Regions from separate parts of the Sus scrofa genome. Here region 2 is linked to region 1. A link is a contact called in public HiChIP or PLAC-seq data. All regions are on one chromosome and are shown on one strand. Each heading gives the region's core, a stretch centred on a gene start, on an enhancer-like site or on the middle of the called end of the contact. The rest is flanking DNA. Distances are from core to core; before and after follow the strand shown. Region 1 overlaps WDR70 (WD repeat-containing protein 70). Region 2 overlaps WDR70 (WD repeat-containing protein 70).

Region 1 (4,424 bases), core at 1,455-3,954:
TGGAAACCCCCATTCTTTCTCCCAACTTTGTGGTAGATCTTTATTACTAAGTAGACTTTGCATCCTGGCTTCTAGTACTATACATATACAACTTTTAAATTTTATGATGAATTTACCCCAGAAAGATTATATCTGACTTGCAAGTCTTTCGAAAACACTGTAAGGATGTATGTACATCAGATGGAATCACTCTTGTTATTCCAGATATGTTTGTTTTCATTGTTCTTACTGGGGGTAAATGAAAGAGCCTGGGAAATAATTCTTTGGTTGGCATTTAAAACCAAACCAAAACAAAAACTGGTATCTTTCCCCCTCTTACATTAAGACTGTAGCTCTTGTTATGAATTTTAGTAATAAATGACTTCATTGAAGTCTTATAGTTTATGATGTCCCCTGGCAGGGATATCATGAAAATATTTTACTGTTATAGCAAATTTCACACTAAGCCATATTTCAAAAAGTCATTACTAAAAGTTCTGGAAAAAGAACAGTCACCATCAAGTGATACGCTACCAAAAGATGGATTGCTACTATTTTAGATGATTTATTTGTGCCAATTATATGGGCTTTTTATGAGTTATGCTCTACATGATTTCCAGTAAAACTTTGATTTTGAATGTAAACAACATTTATTTAAACATTTAATTCATTCCTAATGTAAATACTGAGTTGTTCTGTGTTCTTGTAAGTTTTTTCTTTAAATGTCAGAAATTGTCTATATATAGGCACATTCTGCATCGAATTCAGTGAAATAATTTTCATCCCTTCTTTTGGTGACAGTGTTTCTTTTTACTGAGTGATGAAAAAGTAATTAGTTATGAAATGATACACAGACTATAACAGATTCCTCTCTAAGTAAAACATTTGAACTGTTCTCCTGTTTCTTTCAAGAGTACTTAGCACCTTTACATGAGTTTTTATTATTTGCAAATATTGTCAGCTGTGAAGGAAGCAGTGGTTTACATAATTTGGTATAGCATTAATCCAGAATTCATTTGTTCAACTTTTAAATTATTTTGGAATTTGTGTTGGAATATCATTATCTCTGAGATAGGTGTGTGTAGCACTTTGGAAAAGATAGTAAAGTAGTAAATTATCTTTGTCTTTAAATAAATTGCAAATTCGCCAGCAGTTCCTTGGTTTACTGTAAGTATTTTTGTTCAGTGCCTCTTGGTTCCCAGTCTCCTCTCTCTCTCTCTCTTTTTTTCTTTTAAATGGCTTTAGCTGCAGCATATGGAAGTTCCTAGGCTAGGGGTCAAATCAGAGCTGTAGCTGCGGCCTACACTATGGCTGTGGCAACACCAGATCCTTTTTTGATGTTGTTTTTTGTTTTTTAGGGCCGCACCTGCAGCATATGGAGGTTCCCAGGCTAGGGGTCTAATCTGAGCTAAAGCTGCCAGTCTATGCCACAGTCACAGCAATGCCAGATCTGAGCCACGTCTGTGATCTACATCACAGTTCATGGCAATGCCGGATCCTTAACTCACTGAGCAAGGCCAAGGATTGAACTTGCATCCTCATGGATGCTAGTTAGAATTTTTTCTGCTGAGCCACCACGGGAACTCCAACACCGGATCTTTAACCCACTGAGCCAGGTCAGGAATGGACCCTTCATCCTCTCAGAGACCATGTCTGATCCTTAACCTGCTGAGCCACAACAGGAACTCCCCTAGTCTCCTCTACTGTACTGGTAATGGAAACAGAACTGCCTTTATTTCTTTCTACTTGCAGCTTTCCATCTGATTTTAGTCTAAGGTAGAGTCATTTGGGCTTCAAAGCTTTTCACTTTTGGAAAATCTTCAATTATCTCTGACTCTCACTCACAAGGCTCACCTGATGAATAGCACCTATTTGTTGTTCTTTATGGACGTAAACATTAACGTTTGAAGGTAAATTAAAAGTTATAATCCAGTGTGATTTATGAGGTAGACATTGTAAGGGCCATTCATTCATTCCAAAAACTTTTGTGTGTGTCTGCTATACACCAGGTGTTTTGTAGTTTGGGGACCCAGAGATAATATATACACACAGTCTTTGAGAAGTGTCCATTTTGTGGTTTGGTTAGGGAGTGGAGTGGAGGGAAACAGTCAGAAATTATAACATATTGTGACAGGTTCTGTGATAGAGACAAGGAGAGCTTGTCATGGGAATGCGTAGAAAGGCCATTTAACCCAGAGTTTGAAATGTTGAGAAATCCTCCCAGGAGCAGGTCACATCTGAATTGAGTCTTAAAGGGTGAGTAGGAATTAGCCAAGTAAAGAGGAAGAGAAGCCTGGAAAAAGACAAAGATAGTATGACCAGAGGGACAGGAGGTAGGCCTTAGAATAAATGATGACTGTCACTGAGCACCTGCTTTGTGCCAAACTCTGTATTAAGAGCTTTAAACCACTCACCTCACAGTAACCTAAGGCACAAGCCCTGTTATCCTCTTTGCAGCTGAGGCAACTGAGAGTCATTACTCTCCAGAGGGTATGACAGGGTTAATGAGTATCAGAACCAGATTTTAAAAGCCTAGATTTTCTGGCTTTTTGTCAAGGCTGTTTCCTCCTAAGAAAGTACAGTTTCAAGATGGAGGAAATAGTTAAGTAGTTATCATGCTGTTGAAAGGTCAGATGTGCAGGTTAAGTTTTGAAAAGTGCCCTGGGACATTTATAGTAACTTACTTATTCATTCAAGAAATATTTACTGAGAGTCCCCTAAGTGCCAAGAACTGTGGTAAGCATTAGGAATTGAATGACCAGTGCCAAAGAGGTGGAGGTAGAAGGGTGAAAGAAAAGAGACACTGAGTGAAAACTAAAGTGTGAAGAAGCTTTACCATAAAGGAAAAGAGTGATAGAGCAGGGAATGTAGGGGAAATTGTGTGTGTTGTGTGTGTGTTGAATGTGGGAAGCACTTTAATTATTCATATGCTGGGGAGAAGCAGCCATAGTAGGGAAAAGATTTAAGATAAAATAGAGCTGGTGATTGATTGGTTCATCAAGGATCCTAGAGAATGAGGGAAGTCAAGGACCAGAATTTGTTAGATTGCACAATAATTTTGACATGGATTTGTAATGGCTGTAGAATTTTAGTATGATTCCCCTGCTCTTGGCTAATGGAGACTTGACTAAACAATAAAACTGCTTATTTAAATGATTACTGTGACCTCTTATGTCTGATTTGTGCATCCATCATCTCTATCCCTCAGTTAGTCTGTCCATACCCTTTCTAACATAGGACGTATTATATTAGAGCATTGATGCTTCCCTCTTAGACTTTATGTTTCTTGGGAGGGGAGGGGAGTCAAGGCTAAGTCTCGTGCCACTTAGCATCTGGTATAATCTCACTTTAATAAAGGCTTATTGAATTAATGAACCAGTGAAGGACTCAGTTCCTTATTTGTACCACTTAAATAGCAATTTTTTTGTTTTTTAAACTTTTATGGGTTAAATGGTATACATTTATTCTGTGCAAATTTTGTTGTCTCATAAATTAAGTACATAAACACTTTAAGGTATGCCCAAGTACCAATGAAAAGAGGACTTTAAAAGTTTTCCATACTAAGAGGCCCTTATGGTTTCATACAACCTGCAGAGTTTGAGTTTATCTTTTTAGAGATTTAAGATACATTTATTATCAGCTCAAAGCGACCAATTGTAATCTATCTAGAAGTATAGAAATAAAAAAATGCTCATTTTTTCCTATTTTTTAAAAAACACTGGCTTTTGTGTTTAAAAGCCAGTGATGCAATTTTTAAAAATTAAATTTCCTGTGAATGTGGTATGTGATTTCCTCCTAAATGTGGTACATTGCTTACCAATGTCATGGAATTTTCTTTTTTCAGAATCCTGTCCAAAAGATCCCTGACTCCCATGAGATAACTCTAAAGCATGGCACTAAAACAGTAAGTTTAAAAAATTTAATTCTTTTCCTCAATAACAGGGCTGTCATGGAAAAGTGAACTAATAAGATACATTCATATTAAGGCCAATTATATAGTCAACTTATATCACAAAGCTATAGATATAAGGAAAATAGATTGCTTTTCTGTTGAGTCAGAATAACCATTGCATTTCATTTAAAATAGGAACACTATTGTCATTGTTATTGTTGGCTTTAAAACCTCTCTCTTTGACAAAGGAACATTACAAGTGAAACGATGAAATGAAACTCAGATACTTTTTTTTTATGGTGTGGGAAAATTTCTCATTACCCTTAGCTTCATTTCTATGTCAATAAGAGGCCTGAGTTCATTTTTTACGTGGATGTTGAGCTAAGAAATGAACATAAGGGAATTCCTGTTGTGGCTCAGTGGGTTGAGAACCCAACCAGTATCCAGGAAGATGTGGGTTTGATCCCTGGCCTCACTCAGTGGCTTAAGGATCTGGCGTTGCCACAAGCTGTGGTGTAGGTTGCAGATGTGGCTCAGATCCCAAATCACCGTG
Region 2 (4,611 bases), core at 281-2,780, 110 kb after region 1:
ATGTATGTTGAACCATTTCCTGCTGAAGAATTAAGCTACTCCATGGGTTTACTTTAGAAGAGAAAAACTCTTAAAATCCATTGGGGTATGGGGTAATGGTTTTGACTAAGCCTGCAACACTTAAAACGTTTCATATATTTATATATAAATATATGCCTTACATTTTTGGTTAAACTTTGAAAATTGGTAATATCCCCTCTTCCTTCTTCCTGGTAATTTAAGTGTATTTAATTTACTCAAATTCTTCTTTTCTGGGCCTTTTCTGATTTTTTTGCAGGGATGATAGGGGCTTGATCATTTATCGTGCTTCTTTGTAAAGGATGTTCAGAACTACAGGAGCAAACAGAATGACCTCTACGGTGGGGAAAAAAAAAAGGTTAAGGAGTGTTAGAATCTGATTTATGGACTTAATGATTATCTTAGATAAAAGGAGGAAGAAGGAACCAGCTCAAGTTAAGCAAGAATTTCTAATTCCCAGGAAAAGCCAAAAGGAGAAGCCACTGATAACAGCTTCAAAAATTGCCCATAAATAAATTGCTGGACTGAGGGATTATGGCCTGTTCTGAAATATGTGTAAAATTATATGTAAAGGTCAAGAGAGTGTCATTAATATGTATGACTGGATTCCAACTCTAGTAGACAATCCATTCCCTCAGGCGTAACATGAGATAGTTGAGCATTGAAGGAGAAACATTCTGTGAAGCCTGTGTTGTGTGATACAATTATGTTACACACTTGTATCCTTTGGTGTTATGATTGCTGGGAAAGACTTGGTGTATCACCAGGAAAAGGGGCTTACTGGATACATGTGGTCTGTGGGGCCTCTGAGAAGTTGTGGTTTCTCTGCTGAGCATGGTAAACAGTTCTTGCCCAGTTGGTTGAGCCAGAGTCCTAGGAATTATCCTTGATAACTCCCTTTCTTCGAGCCCCAGTCTCGCCAGTTCTGTAGATTCTACCTCTGAAAAAACCTGTTGAATCAGTTTGCTTCACTCATTTAGTAAATATTATTTGAATGAATGAATGTATTCAGTTGCTCATTCAAATCACTATCAGCTCTCAACAAGTCTTTCACTTTTGTTTTTTCTCCTACTGCAGTGATATTTTCAAAAAATCGCAAATGAAGTCCCAGCTTTAAATGTCTAGTCTTTAGGCTAAGATCCAAAATATTTATCACTTCCCACATGACCTTGCATAACCTGGTCCTGGCTCTCTCTATTTCATCCACAGCAACTGGTTTTCTGATTCTCCAGTAACTCACACTCCCTCCCACTCCTTGGCTTTAGCACCTGCTCTTCCCTCTTCCTGGTATGTTCTTATTTCCATTATTTTAGTAAACTTTACTTCCTCAGATAGACCTTCCCCAATCTACATTAGTTCCCTGCTATAGTTTTTGAAATCCTAGCACTATTCTTGCAGAGCCCGTGATATAACTGGGAGTTATAGAGGCAGAACGTCTGGAATGAGTTAGTTGTCTGTAGTCTCTGCTCTGTCCTCAGCTGTCATCTACCCCACAGCCCATTCCAGTTAAGCTTTGATTCAGACTGCTCCACCAAAAATGCCCTCTTCAGGACTCTCAGTGACTGTCATTTTGCCAGATTCTGGTGGTTCTCTCATTTTACCTTACTTGACTTCTCAGCAAACTTCATCACAGTGGACCATATCCTTCGTGACACTTTCTTTCTCCCTGGTTTTTGTGACTGTCTGGTGCGGTCCTCTAGGATGCAGGTGCTGAGATGGAGAGAGATGTGCAAGAGGCTTATTGGGAGGAGGGGCTTGCTCGTAAAGGAAACAAGAGGAAGGGAGTAAGATTGGATAGGTCAAGGTCTCAGACCAAGGTTTAATAGCTGTGAAAGTGGAGAGGAAGCACGATTGGGCAGGGAAAACTTCAGACCCTCATGCAGGTCTTACAAGTCCTTGGCCAGGGACTCCAGAACAAAGGTCACTGATTAGAAGAGACCTGCATTTGACTGATGCGGTCATGTCACACTACCCATAGTGACCTGGGAAGAATGTGGCTTTGGCTTAAAAGCTGAGTGGATCCTGAGGCTGTTAACAGCTGGAGGTTGTCAGTGAACTGCACTCCTTACAACTGAAATGACAAATGGGTTCTTGAAGGGAGATCCTAGCAGCACATCTCCACGGCTTGCCACAGAGACACTACACATTTTGCTGTTTTCCTCCCACTTACTCATCACTCCTTCTCAATGTTCTTTGCTTTTTCCTCCTTTTCCTCAACCTCTCAAAGTTCGAATGTATCAAGTTTTGACCCTGGATTCTTTGGTCATTTGAACTCTTTTCCTAAATCTTAATGGCTTTCAATACCATCTCTGCTCAGCTCATAGCTTTTCAGCTCTAGTTCTGCCCTCTCCACTGAACTTCAGGCTCCTAAATCCAGTAGCCTACTGGGTAACTCCTCTTCTGATGCCTAATAGCTCCCTCACTCTATCTGACCAAAATAGAACCCTCTTCTATTTTCTCCTATTTTAGTAAATAGCATTGCAGTCCATTTGTCCACACTGAGATGGACGAATTCCTCCCAGCTTCACTTTCTTGTCTAGTTCTGTATTTATTCATTTCTTCTCCCTCTCTACTGTAACCTATCTTGTCCAAGCCATCATAAGCTCTCATATGGACTCCGCAGTGGTCTCTTAACTGGATCCTTGCTTCCTTTCTGTCTTCGTAGAATCCTCCAGAATGAAAGCTTTGTGAAGGCAGAGGCTTTACCTCTCTTGTTCACCACTGTATCCATAGTGCCCAGTATAGTGTCTGGTGACACGGCTGACCCCTGTTAAATATTTGTTGAATGAAAGAAGAATGAGTGAATAAATGAATTGATTCTCCACTGGGAACTTATGACATACATCAGTTTATGCCCTGTTGCTGTTTAAAATTCTTCAGTGGTTTACCAATTTAGAGTAGAATCTGTATTATAAGACCCGATATAATCTGGTCCTTCCCACGTCACTGACTTCATCTCACATCATGTTTTGCTCCAGCCACAGCACCCTTCTCTCCATTTCTCACACCAAGCCCTTTCTCACATTAAGGCTTTCACTGTGGTCTTCTTCTTGGTAAGCTCTAAGGCAGGATATAGCTCCTGTCATTCAGATCTCAACTCCAGAACGTCATAGCCTCAGAGATAGTCTCCTGGCCATTGCATGTAATTCAGTACTACCCCCCCTCTCCTGCCCCCAACCTGCATCTCAATTTTGTCACACAGTTGTATTTTTTCTTTACATCATTTAATTCTTCTAGGTATTTAGTCATTTAGTCTTTAAACTTTATTTTAACATAGGGTGCCAGAACTAGTAGGTTCTTTTTTATTTTTAATTAGTTGCTAGTTAGCCTTTCCTTCCAGCTCTGTCTACCAAACAGTCCTTTCTCATCCTGCAGTGTATCTAATGTAAGGGGCCAAAGTAGCTGGACCAGAGCCTAGAAAGTTCAGTTTGGATTATGGTCATTTTAGGAAGGCTCTTGGGTGCTGTCTGGAACTTTTTTTCTATAGCCTTCCGAGCTATTAGGCTTTTCCTTAGGAGAGTGACCTCATCAAATTTACTTTTTACTTTTTTTTCCTGAAAAGCACATCACTTTTTTGACAGGATAAAGAGAGCTAGGCTAAAGGCAGAGAGCTCAGTCCCCAAGTTAGTTCTAGAGTGTAGACAACAGGTTATGATGGTCCAATCCAGGGCGCTGATGATAATTTGGTGGAAAATAGGGAACAGATGTGAGGCATGCTTCAGAATGAGATTCATCAGAACTTATCATCTGATCAGATATTCATTCCTCCATGAAATATTGGCACCTAGCCTATACTGTGTGTCACACCATGGGCTAGGTTCTAGGGAACACTGGTGAATAAGATAGCTCACTCAAAGCCCTCTAAAGGAGCTGTGGAGGAGAAAGACACTGATGAATTCATAAATATGGTTTGTAGTCTGTCTTTTTTTTTTTTTTTTTTTAAATTTTTGGCTCTGCTCACAGCATGTGGAAATTCCCAAGCCAGGGGTCGAACCTGCACCATCAGGGTACTCCTGTAATCAGCCCTTTGAAGCAAACAGACAGAGTCACATGATACAGCATGATAATGACTATGATGATGATGATTAGAGGGAGGTCAGGGGAGTCTTCCAAGGAGATGCCACTTTAGATGAGAATAGAGGAGGAGAGAAAAACAACTATGACACGGGCTGATGTTCTAAGCAGAAAGAATCACACATGCATGGTAGGCATGGGGATGGGGAGGGAGGAGTCAGGGATGAGTGAGACCACTTCCTTGAGCAGTCATGCTGGTGCTGATTCTCTCAAGTGAGGCTGGGAAGGTAAGAGAAGCCAGTCGGAGGGAGAACATAACTACTTTCTGATTTTGACATGTTGAGTTTTGGATGCCTGCAAGAAAACCACATATTTGGTTGGTAGTTGGAAATGTAGAACTGTAGCCCAAGTAATAGATAGATATGTGAATAGTCAACTTAGGCCTGAGATTCATTATATAAGCGATGGTTGAAGCTGTAGGGCTTTGTGTAGTTACCATAGAACTCTGACAAATAAAAGATTTTAAAGTTGGAGTTCCCTTCTTGGCGCAGCAGAAACAAATCCGACTAGGAACCATGA

What was found. HiChIP or PLAC-seq counts read pairs in DNA pulled down with a chosen protein or histone mark.
Region 2: an H3K27ac HiChIP or PLAC-seq map of skeletal muscle shows a contact between it and region 1. The contact joins two enhancer-like sites. A contact is called at or near these places in 3 of 47 Hi-C or Micro-C datasets (embryonic fibroblasts, epiblast stem cells and fibroblasts) and 1 of 2 datasets of contacts at active chromatin or transcription factors (skeletal muscle).

What each region holds. Positions count from the first base shown.
Region 1 is chr16:22,649,622-22,654,045 of Sscrofa11.1, forward strand. WDR70 (WD repeat-containing protein 70) reads left to right here. Exons shown (of 18, transcript XM_021076962.1): 6 at 3,824-3,883. Among named protein-coding and RNA genes, the nearest start is that of WDR70, 52 kb to the left of the region's middle. Within about 2 kb of position 2,705, at least 2 of the 83 cell types and tissues checked have an H3K27ac peak or open chromatin away from gene starts, as enhancers often do. A contact at or near this core is called in skeletal muscle, where this site is marked.
Region 2 is chr16:22,759,856-22,764,466 of Sscrofa11.1, forward strand. The region is part of intron 9 of WDR70 (WD repeat-containing protein 70); the gene reads left to right. Among named protein-coding and RNA genes, the nearest start is that of WDR70, 160 kb to the left of the region's middle. Within about 2 kb of position 1,531, at least 3 of the 83 cell types and tissues checked have an H3K27ac peak or open chromatin away from gene starts, as enhancers often do. A contact at or near this core is called in skeletal muscle, where this site is marked.